Linked DNA regions of Mus musculus: all the other regions are linked to region 2. Evidence: chromatin contacts called from public HiChIP or PLAC-seq data. All regions are on one chromosome and are shown on one strand. The core of a region is the stretch at or near the end of the contact, and the rest is flanking DNA. Distances in the headings are between cores, read along the strand shown. Region 1 overlaps Immp2l (IMP2 inner mitochondrial membrane peptidase-like (S. cerevisiae)). Region 2 overlaps Immp2l (IMP2 inner mitochondrial membrane peptidase-like (S. cerevisiae)). Region 3 has its middle 3.9 kb from the start of n-TEctc2.

The links. HiChIP or PLAC-seq counts read pairs in DNA pulled down with a chosen protein or histone mark.
Region 1: an SMC1A HiChIP or PLAC-seq map of large pre-B cells shows a contact between it and region 2, with 5 times the contacts expected there. The contact joins two enhancer-like sites. A contact is called at or near these places in 1 of 15 datasets of contacts at CTCF or cohesin (large pre-B cells) and 1 of 115 datasets of contacts at active chromatin or transcription factors (large pre-B cells).
Region 3: a RAD21 HiChIP or PLAC-seq map of pro-B cells shows a contact between it and region 2, with 5 times the contacts expected there. The contact joins two enhancer-like sites. A contact is called at or near these places in 1 of 15 datasets of contacts at CTCF or cohesin (pro-B cells), 1 of 484 Hi-C or Micro-C datasets (pro-B cells) and 1 of 115 datasets of contacts at active chromatin or transcription factors (large pre-B cells).

What each region holds. Positions count from the first base shown.
Region 1 is chr12:41,166,546-41,169,967 of GRCm38.p6, reverse strand. The region is part of intron 4 of Immp2l (IMP2 inner mitochondrial membrane peptidase-like (S. cerevisiae)); the gene reads right to left. Among named protein-coding and RNA genes, the nearest start is that of Immp2l, 140 kb to the right of the region's middle. Within about 2 kb of position 1,942, at least 39 of the 459 cell types and tissues checked have an H3K27ac peak or open chromatin away from gene starts, as enhancers often do.
Region 2 is chr12:41,876,796-41,879,928 of GRCm38.p6, reverse strand. All of the region lies in intron 6 of Immp2l (IMP2 inner mitochondrial membrane peptidase-like (S. cerevisiae)), which reads right to left. Among named protein-coding and RNA genes, the nearest start is that of Gm46348, 110 kb to the left of the region's middle. Within about 2 kb of position 1,693, at least 59 of the 459 cell types and tissues checked have an H3K27ac peak or open chromatin away from gene starts, as enhancers often do. A contact at or near this core is called in pro-B cells, where this site is marked.
Region 3 is chr12:42,409,653-42,412,801 of GRCm38.p6, reverse strand. No RefSeq gene overlaps it. Among named protein-coding and RNA genes, the nearest start is that of n-TEctc2, 3.9 kb to the left of the region's middle. Within about 2 kb of position 1,846, at least 6 of the 459 cell types and tissues checked have an H3K27ac peak or open chromatin away from gene starts, as enhancers often do. A contact at or near this core is called in pro-B cells, where this site is marked.

The sequences.
Region 1 (3,422 bases), core at 693-3,192, 710 kb after region 2:
GGAGATGGAAGGAGTCTACCATTTGTCCATAAACCCTGGGATTTGGAAAAAACCAACACTTCATTCACAAGGGCCCTACACTCTAAAAATAAAATTTATTCTAAATTTTCAAATTTTACAAAGACAGTATTTCAAACAGCAGCCCATAATTCCCTAAAGTAGTGATGTCAATTCGTATTTCTTAAATTAATTCAGTGACCTATGATAATGTGAGTTCTTGATACATAATGTCTGTCAGTAGGCAATGCAAAACTTTCAGAACCACTTTTGGTGTCTGAACAACCACATACAGAGACACAGACATGCATACACACACACACTCACATATACTCACACATATGTATGTGTGTATGTGTGTGTGTATGTATGTATGTATGTATGTATGTATGTGTGTATGTATGTATATATATGTGAGTTTCTTAATTCCTACTTCACATCACATCTATTAGGCATGATGATATAAGAATAAACATTAAACCAGCCATACATTGTCCAAACAACTCCACAAATGAAATACAGATATAATCAAAGCTCCTGGAAATATCTAAATACTCATCTGTCTGCGCTGAGACAGAAAACTATAAAATGCCACTCACCAACAATGGTTGAGTTGTTTCATGTATACATACACAGTGGACTTTTAGCCTTATGAGAAAATGTGCAGTGGTATTCCTTCACAAAGATTTATTTCAAAGACCTCAAGAGAAGGGAACTCTCAAGTTTTCCCTGAACTCTTCCCTTTACATTGTGCCAAGTATGTAGAGGTCAGCAACAGATACAGAACATGAATGTTTATACACAAAAAGCTCCAACTTCATCATTTGAGCAAAAGGACACAAATCAGATGACTTCTCAGGAAAGCACACTGGAAAACCCACCTAAACCCTGTGACAGGAATTTCACATTCAAATGTCTAATGAGTTGGGAGCATTTTATACAATATGTCTCCTAACTACAGAGAGTGGTTGTTATACTCAGAGAACTTCCATGTGTAAGAGGGATTAGAATATTTCCTGTCTGGAAATTTATACAAATTACTAGGCACTTAGGACATAGGCAAAGTGAGGAGAAACACAAATGATAAACTCGCCATCCTCTTGAGTTCTCAGCCTTGTATCCATTAGTCATAGTAAAAATCAGAGAACAAACATTCAGCCCCGCGGCTTCATCTCAGATTCCTGTCTATATTCCTGACCTCTAGGTATAAATGAACCTTAGGACCAAGCTAGGGTTTGGGTCTCCTCTCTCTGTAGGCACTGCGAAAGTCACAGGTCACTAAACTGTTGTATGCAGGTCAAATCTAGCCCATGATCTAGAAGCTTTTGTAAATCATCTTTTATTGGAAGGCAGTCCTCTTAATTACTACCTAGAGCTCCATTCACAACAGATAGTCAAACCTCAGAAGTCTGAATTTTATTGTCATTGTGTTTCAAATCCTTCACAGAAAAGGCATGCTACCTCCTAGGTGAGTTCTCTTAGAGCAACAACTTCAAGGACAACTTATATCCTGACAATTCCCCAGGTGCTGTCTTGAGTCCTGCCCCTGACTGTGTTCCAAACTGTCAAGCCACAGCCATTCTTGAAGATCTAATAGGCACACTGATCTAACACATCTAAAACAGAAAATCTCATTTCCTCTCACCCTTCCACTATTATGCCTCTGGAATTTCAATTCACACAGTTGCCTTTGTGAATTTACTTTGGCCAAAAACTTGAGAATGTCCCTGGACTTGTCCCTTATTCACAGTTTCTATACCAATTTAAAACAACAACAACAACAACAAAAACAGTATCTTCAAAATATTTATCAAGGTCCCTGCTACTTCCTAGTTGTTTGTTACTTTCCAACTCAGGCCCTGCCATTTCTCACCCACAGTTACTGTGAAAGCCTTCTCATTGGCCCTTTGGTCTGTCCTGAGCCCCTTGCTCTCTGTTGCTAGCATGAGCAGGAAGCTCTGCTTCTGACACCACATCAAAGGCTTGGCTCTCTCAGATCACCCTGCGCCCTTCTCTCACTTACAGCTCTGCTCCCTCCACATGTGCCTCCTTCTTGCCTAATGAATAAATCTCTTCATTCACCTTTGTGTCTAAAAGACTCTTTCCACAGACATCTAATTGGTCCAGTTTGTCATACGAGCATCCGTTCAAATAGCACGCCAAGTTAGAGGTCTTCCTCACTCCCTCTCTACTTCAATGACTCACATTCAATCTACATCCTGCTACTGTTGGATCCACAGAAATAGATCTGGCTTTGCATTCATTGTTCTGAGTTGAGCTCTCAGAGCACCTCCAATTGGAAGATGGAAGCAGGCTCAAGAGAGGGAGAAGCTGGAGCAAATGCACATCAAAAAGATAGGGACACAAATTTTAGAGAGGAATAAATTTTCAGAAATGTTACCACTGAGAAGAGGGGGCTAGGACTTTGAGCCCAAGTGTGAATGTTAGTAGATTCAGTATATCATCACAGAACAGTGAGACTTTGGGTAAGAATATGGGCTTGGGGAAAAAGGCGGGGGGGGGGGGGGGGTGTGAGCAAGCTCACATACCAGCCCACCTCATACACACAGTAAAATAGTCAGAATCAAAACAAAATGCCTAATGTTAGCAGAGATGTGGAAAATTAGAACCATCAGACACTGAGGGAGGAATGTGAAATCCCTTAGGAAACAGTTTGGCAGTTTCCTCATGAGTTAAACATAAATTTATCCCCAAACTCAGCATCTACACAACTACCCAAGAGAAATAAAAATATATGCTTGAGAAAAAAAATTATAAAAGAATATGGGTATCACTACTGTTCAGGTTACATAAAATCCTGAAACAAAACTATCAAATAATATATGTATTAATAAAATCAGATAGATTTATAAGTATGAATATTATTCAGCCATTAAAACGAACAAATCATAGATACATCATGGCTAAACCTCAAAAACAGTCTAATTATTAGAACACTAAAGACCATTACTCTATGCCTAAGGCATATTTGCTCTCTCTTTAAGCCAGTGGTTCTCAGGGTTCCTAATGCTGTGACTCTTTAATACAGTTCCTCATGTTGTAAACCATAACCATAAAATTATTTTTGTTGCTATAACTATAAAGTTACTACAGTTATGAATTATAATGCAAACATTTGATAGGAATGGTATCTGATATGTGACTCCCAAACGGGTCACAACCCACACATGTTGAGAACCACTGCTCTAAACAAAATATCTAGAAAGGTCAAATCTATTGAAGCAGTTTGCCACTAGTTGCCTAGGACTGAAGTCAACCAAGAGGACCCAGATAGTCATGGAGATGATAAAAATATGCTGATTTCTAGGCCAATCTGGTCTACAGACTGAGTTCCAAGACAGTCAAAGGAAAAAAAAAAAAAAAGAATCAGTTAAGTTTCTCTTTACCATGATGTGATAATAGCT
Region 2 (3,133 bases), core at 444-2,943:
AACATTCACATAACGAATGCCATGCAAACAACAAGACCAAGAGAGTGTCTCATCTCCTTCTTACAGCTTTCTACATATCAAGGAAGAGTCCTGTTGTCCTGCTCCCTGGGAGAGCAGCTACTAAGGAGAAATGAAATATTGAGAAAGCACCAAGCCACAGTAAAAGCGAGAGAAGGAGTGTTTGTTTTCCTTTCTGCTTTGTCTGTCTTTATTTGTTCTGCAGTGAGCTTGAAAACTTCCTGTATGTCTTCAATACCTGGAACAGTTCAGAAGCTACTATTGTCCCAGCTGTGACTAATGCCCACTTCATGCAAGTGTAGAACAGCAGATATGCTAATCATAATAGGCCATCACCAGGACCATGCAGTCCTGCTAGGAACACAGGGCTCAACAAGCTATGAAGGCCACACTTAAAATTCAAACTGTATTGTAATATACATTAATATGGCCACTGGATGGGGAGGAACCAAACAAATACCACAGAAAGTTATTTGCAGGAAAACTGGCAAACTAAGACCATTTGTTGCCACATGCAGGGCAGGAGAGCCTGAGAGCTAGTATGGCCTGTGTCCAATCAAATTTTAAGTATTTGACATCTGCAACCATCTAACACTGTAAAAGTCTACATAGGAAAGTAAAGCAGCTTCTATGAGAGTTGAGGATGAGTGCTCTACCAGAGAAACAGTAAGCTGCATAATAGAAATGAGGACTCCTTGAGAAGATGGTTATAAAGAAAAGATTAAAAAAAAAAAAACCATCTCATATAAGCACCCAACAATCAGTAGACTGAAGCTTTTAGAGAACACTGGGGTACAATTAGGCACATTTCCACCAAGACTGACTATAACGAAACAAGAATGAAAACCTAAAAGCATTCTTAGTGATGTGCATTCCTTAATGTAGTCTACCAGAAGGGTCTATAAAGCCAAAGGACTAACTCAGATATGTATCAATTAAGTACCTCTGAGGAGATTATAAAATATTACAGCAGTCATCATACATATCAGGTGGTTATTAAAAGTTGGGAACTTACTGTGTACAAATGTCTAACCTAATTTACATATATTTTTTAATTTAATCCTTAGGGCTATCTGACGAGGTAAATATGATTATGGATCCAATTTCACAGATGAGAAACCTGAGGCATGAAGAGCTTAAACAAACACCCAGCTGTTAATTGGAATCCCAAATTCTTAACTGCTGGGCCATACCGAGAAAAGCCACAACTTCCTCATTTCTCTCCTTCCCACACCCTGTTGTTATGACAATTGTCAGGCATGTGCAACATATATCCATAGTTCGGTTAGAGCCAAAGCTAAGCATGGCCAACAGAACTGCCTGGGACCCTGCTGTCACCTAATGCCAGGTACCTTCTGTGTTCCTATCTGGGCATAGGTCCTACAAGCAGAGAAGGCTCTGAATTCTTGCCTAGTAGTTGTAGTTCTTTACCTCCCAAAAAGTGAGGGATCCCCATAAATCACTTAACAGCTTTTTAAGACATTTAAAATGTTTAATTGCTGCTCATTATATTTACCCCTTAATGTATCTCTAAATTCTATTACTCTTAAATGTTATTAAAAATAACTTTTTAGAGTTTTTATACATAGATTTTTTTTTTGGTAAACATGCTTTCCTAGATCATTAATGTACTTCAAAATGTTCGAAAATATGCAAAGTAGCTAAGATGTGGTTCAATTCAAAAATTGTTATTTTTCTAAAACCACACATCTTCAAAAACTCCACACCCTGGTCACTCACTCTAGGTAAGAAATCAAGAAGTTGGCCTTCAAAGCAGGCTCACCACTGGCTAAAGAGTAGCACATTTTGTGTGTGATGCAGGCCTTCATCAAAGAGTTTATTATGCTTCCTCAGCATCAGCTTCTTCTAGACCTGCCTTGACGCAAGAAGCCTATCTTCATTGCCAAAATCACTGGTACCTCAAAATTCTGTTTACTGTTCATTCTTTTTAAGTCTTTCTTGACCTCCCCATATGCACACACCAAATCTTATTAATTTTTCTTTAAGTAGCTTTGTCTGAGAGGACACACACAGGTCATATGCAGGCCATAGAAATGAACTAGGAAAGTCTTCCAAAAGTCCCTAAGGAAATCTTATCTGCTGAATTGAGTTAACGTCCACTTGTATTTTGGACATATGCCCAGTAGCTAGCAGACAACACAGTCTTTTATATTTGCTACAATTCCCTCCCCACAAACAGAAAACATAAAATAAAAGGAGCTCCTTGGAGAACAAGGGTAACCATAACAATACATTGCACTCAACCCCATGTTCGATTCTGAAAACATTTTTTTCTCATTTTCTATTATTAATCAAGGGTTTTTAAGTTTAATTTTAACCATCCTCCTTTCCTGTAACACTGTATGTAATAAAACCATCCTTTGAGCTGGGGAATAGCTCCATGGTAACAGATTCTCAAACATCAGCACAGGATGGAGCTTTCAGTGTGTGATCACAGCTCAAGGAAGGAGGAGGAGGAAAATGCTGAAACCCACGGAGGCTTTCTTTCCTTCCTTGGGACAACATCGTGAGAGAAAGAAATCAGCAACCTCATGAGAGCTTACTGCGAACAGGGAAGGAGAACTGAGTGGAGTGGAGTGACAGAGCAAGCCTAAGATGTTAATGGGATTGTTATGGAAGTTCAGGATAGAAAGCAAATCCTTCATTTTAGTTCCCTAAAGAGATAAAAAAGCCGGGTGTGGTGACGCACTCCTTTAATCCCAGCACTCAGGAGGCAGAGGCAGGCGGATTTCTGAGTTCGAGGCCAGCCTGGTCTACAGAGTGAGTTCCAGGACAGCCAGGGCTGCACAGAGAAACCCTGTCTCGAAAAAAAAAAAAAAAAAAAAAAAAGATAAAAAAGCAGTCCTCATTCCCTAGAGCTGAAAAGAGGTCTGTTTTCTGGTGTCATGCTTTCCAATTTATATGGAAATAGAGCCATGTATATGCTTATACGTAAACACAGTCCTGTGGTAGGTATGGTAGTAGAGTACATGTACACATGATTCAATGGGCTAAATTTTAGGGATAGTACATTATAGACAAAATGAAGTAAGTATTCCCATCTTTAATAACAGGCTGAAACAGATAGATGCTGGGCACCAAAGTTCCCTCTGAA
Region 3 (3,149 bases), core at 597-3,096, 530 kb before region 2:
GTTATTCCTCAAACACATCAACAATGATTTAACCCATTTTTCAGCTCTCCCTGCTTCTTCACCCTATGCTCTCTTATTAGCAGATTGCTAATTCCCTTACTTCCTGCACATCTTTCTTCAAAGTTCTTTTCAGATTCACTTCCCCAATTATCCTGTTTCCATTTGTTTGCAGATACATTTTCAACCTAGAACTGTGTGTTCCCACAAACTTGTTCATCCATAGTAATTATTGTCAATTAGCATAAGTTGTACATATTTATTTTATTTATTGTCTATATGCTTCAATAAAAGCAAGTGTAAGCCAGATGGTGACACATGCTTTTAATTGCAGCACTTAAAAGGAAGAGTCTGGTGGATCTTTGTGAGTTCGAAGCCAGAGTTCAGCCTAGCCTATATAGCTAGTTCCTGGACAGGCAGGGCTGCACAGAGAAACACTGTCTCAAAACACATTTAAATTAAATGAAATTTAAAGGCCAACAAATAAATAAAAGCAAGTGCTTCTGAACTATTTTTAAAAACTACTATAATCTTAACACTTAGAACTATTCCAAACACACAGTGAGTACTCACTATCCCTATCCGACCTTATATTTGATATCTTCTCCCTATTAAAATAAAAACATAAAGATAAAACTAGTTTCTGAAGACCCAATAGTAGAATGCCAGCTGGAGATGCTGTGTTTTGAAGCTCATCTGAGCTCACTTTATTTTAAAATCTCTCGAGTTTCACCCATCACTGATTAAAGTTAATAAAGAACTAAAAAGTACTACCAGTTAATGTAGTGACATTATTCATTTATGCATAGTCTCTTTTGCTTTATTTAATGCTAAAAGAGATTTAAAAACATATGAAATAAATGAACAAGGCAATCTGCCATTGGCTTCTCCTAGTGGCCAGGATCTAGATCAAGGCCTAGTAAAAGCACTGAATGTGAAATGAAGAAATGTGTCTTCTACTCTGTGTTTGAGCGTATTTTTTAAATTTTGTATCTAAATAAATTGAGAAAGTCAAACAAAATTTTTTTATTTCCCCATTAATAGTATCTAAAATTTATTCATGAAGTCTCAAATACATTATTTTTAACAAAGCCAATGCCTACACTTCTCTCACACATTTTTTAATCAGCCCAGGTCAACCATAAATAAAGTCCTACTAGATGAAAATGTGAGTAGTTATTAATTTTAAAATTTTTAAAAGCACTGGGTTAATTTGGAAATGGAGGCATTTTAAATGAGAAAAACGAAAAACAAATTCTGCCTCCTCTCATCTTCAAACCCTAAATAATGTGCAACCTGGGTATAAGTACCAGCTATACTCCAGGGAGTCTCAAGTCCTTCTTTCTCGATTCTTCATCTCCCTTGAGCTTTGAGGCAATGTCATTATCCATCACTCTGCATCTCCACAATGTATCACATCCACAATGATGATCCCATAAGATTAGTAACAGCTGAAAGATTCATGTCAACTAATGATGTTAGAGTTGTTTAACAATGCCGTGTTCCTGTGTTTGTGGGGAAACTGATATGAATTGTAGAGGAATTTTAATCCAGTAACATGGCTGGCTGCTCTGGCAAGAGACTTTCTAGGTTGAAGGGATCTGTCTGGAATGCATACCTGCCCTGGATTACAGTATGATATGGGTGGAACATGGATAAATCTTTAGAACACATCTTTAACCCAAAACAATGCAAGTAGGGTTAGTTTATAGAAGGGAGCAACACATTTGAAAGTGATGTCTTATTGGAGGGCAGTTTAGTAAGTAGAACTCAGACAGATCTTTTCAGTCAGTTAAGTTCAGTGCACTGGAGTTGAATCAGTCAGTTGGTAGTCAAAACAGGAAGTGCAGTGCAGTGGAGTTGAGTTCCTTCATGAGTATATTCAGTTCAGTTAATGCCAGTGAATAACAAGGAACCAAAAGATGAGAACAAATTTTCAGAGTTAGTTTGAGGCCAAGCAGAGGAATTCAGTGAAAAACTGAGAGAAGTCAGACTGAAACAGTCATCTTGGAGAGGAGTTTGAGCCAGAACAGCTGGTTGGAAATAGTCCAGAAAGAACTAGGAAGGGCAAGCTTATTCAGTAACTACATTAGAGAAGACCAATATATCAGGTGAATAAAAATTATATTTACAGTGAATAAACTTTAGCAGTCTGTCGTATAAAAGCATAACATTCAATTATATACAACATATAATATTTAAACATTAATAGTGATAACAATGGCTAGGTTACTTTGTTTATGCATTTTATATATATTAATACTATACATGAATTTAATATACAGATATGTACACAATAGATATATAATATCCATATTATATACACTTAATATATATGTATATGTATGCATACACATATTCCAGAGATATGTTAAAGGTACAATTCTTCTATTTATAAAAAGTTTACTGTAAAGTAATGGCATGATAAACATGTACCTATAGTTCTGTGTAAATACTCAGCCACACATTTTTCAAGCCATAGCTCAATTGTTAAATGTCTTGGTACTGTATATAAACCTGCCTAGGCCAGACATAATTTGACCCACACTTACCCAACACTGATGGCTTTATGTCATTTTCAAACTTCCAAACATAATTCTCTGGCCAAGCTTTTACAATTATTGATGTACCAATATTCACCTAGTTATTCAAACCATAAAATTTTAGTTTCTTTTCACTTCTAATGATTAAGCGCAAGACTCAGAATAAAGAAGCATCATTTGCTCTAGGGGTACCAAGAGCAAGCTCAAATGCCTTACCTCCAAACCAGATCTTCTTTGGCCATGTTCCTGGAGCCCTGTTGGTTTGTCCACCTACTACTGAAGCTGTAAGCCCATTGCTCTGAAGTGGCCTAATGTGTTCCTCCTCCATTCACAACTCTCACTTCAGTTTCCTGCATCTTTGATGAAGTCTCAAGACACCATCAGATACCTTGGAGATAACTTTAGGCCAGTTTGTTCCTTTTAGTAGGTCCTTGATTTTCCTTTGCTTAGAGAATTTGCTTCAGAAAAATTGCTACTGGGTATTTTTCCACCTAAGTTTAGACAAATATGACAGTCTCCTTTAAGTTTAAAGATCCAAGAATGTGTTTCTCATGGATCTGAAAGTCATGACTCAAGAGAGGAGCTTAATGTTGATAAGAGGTAATCAGT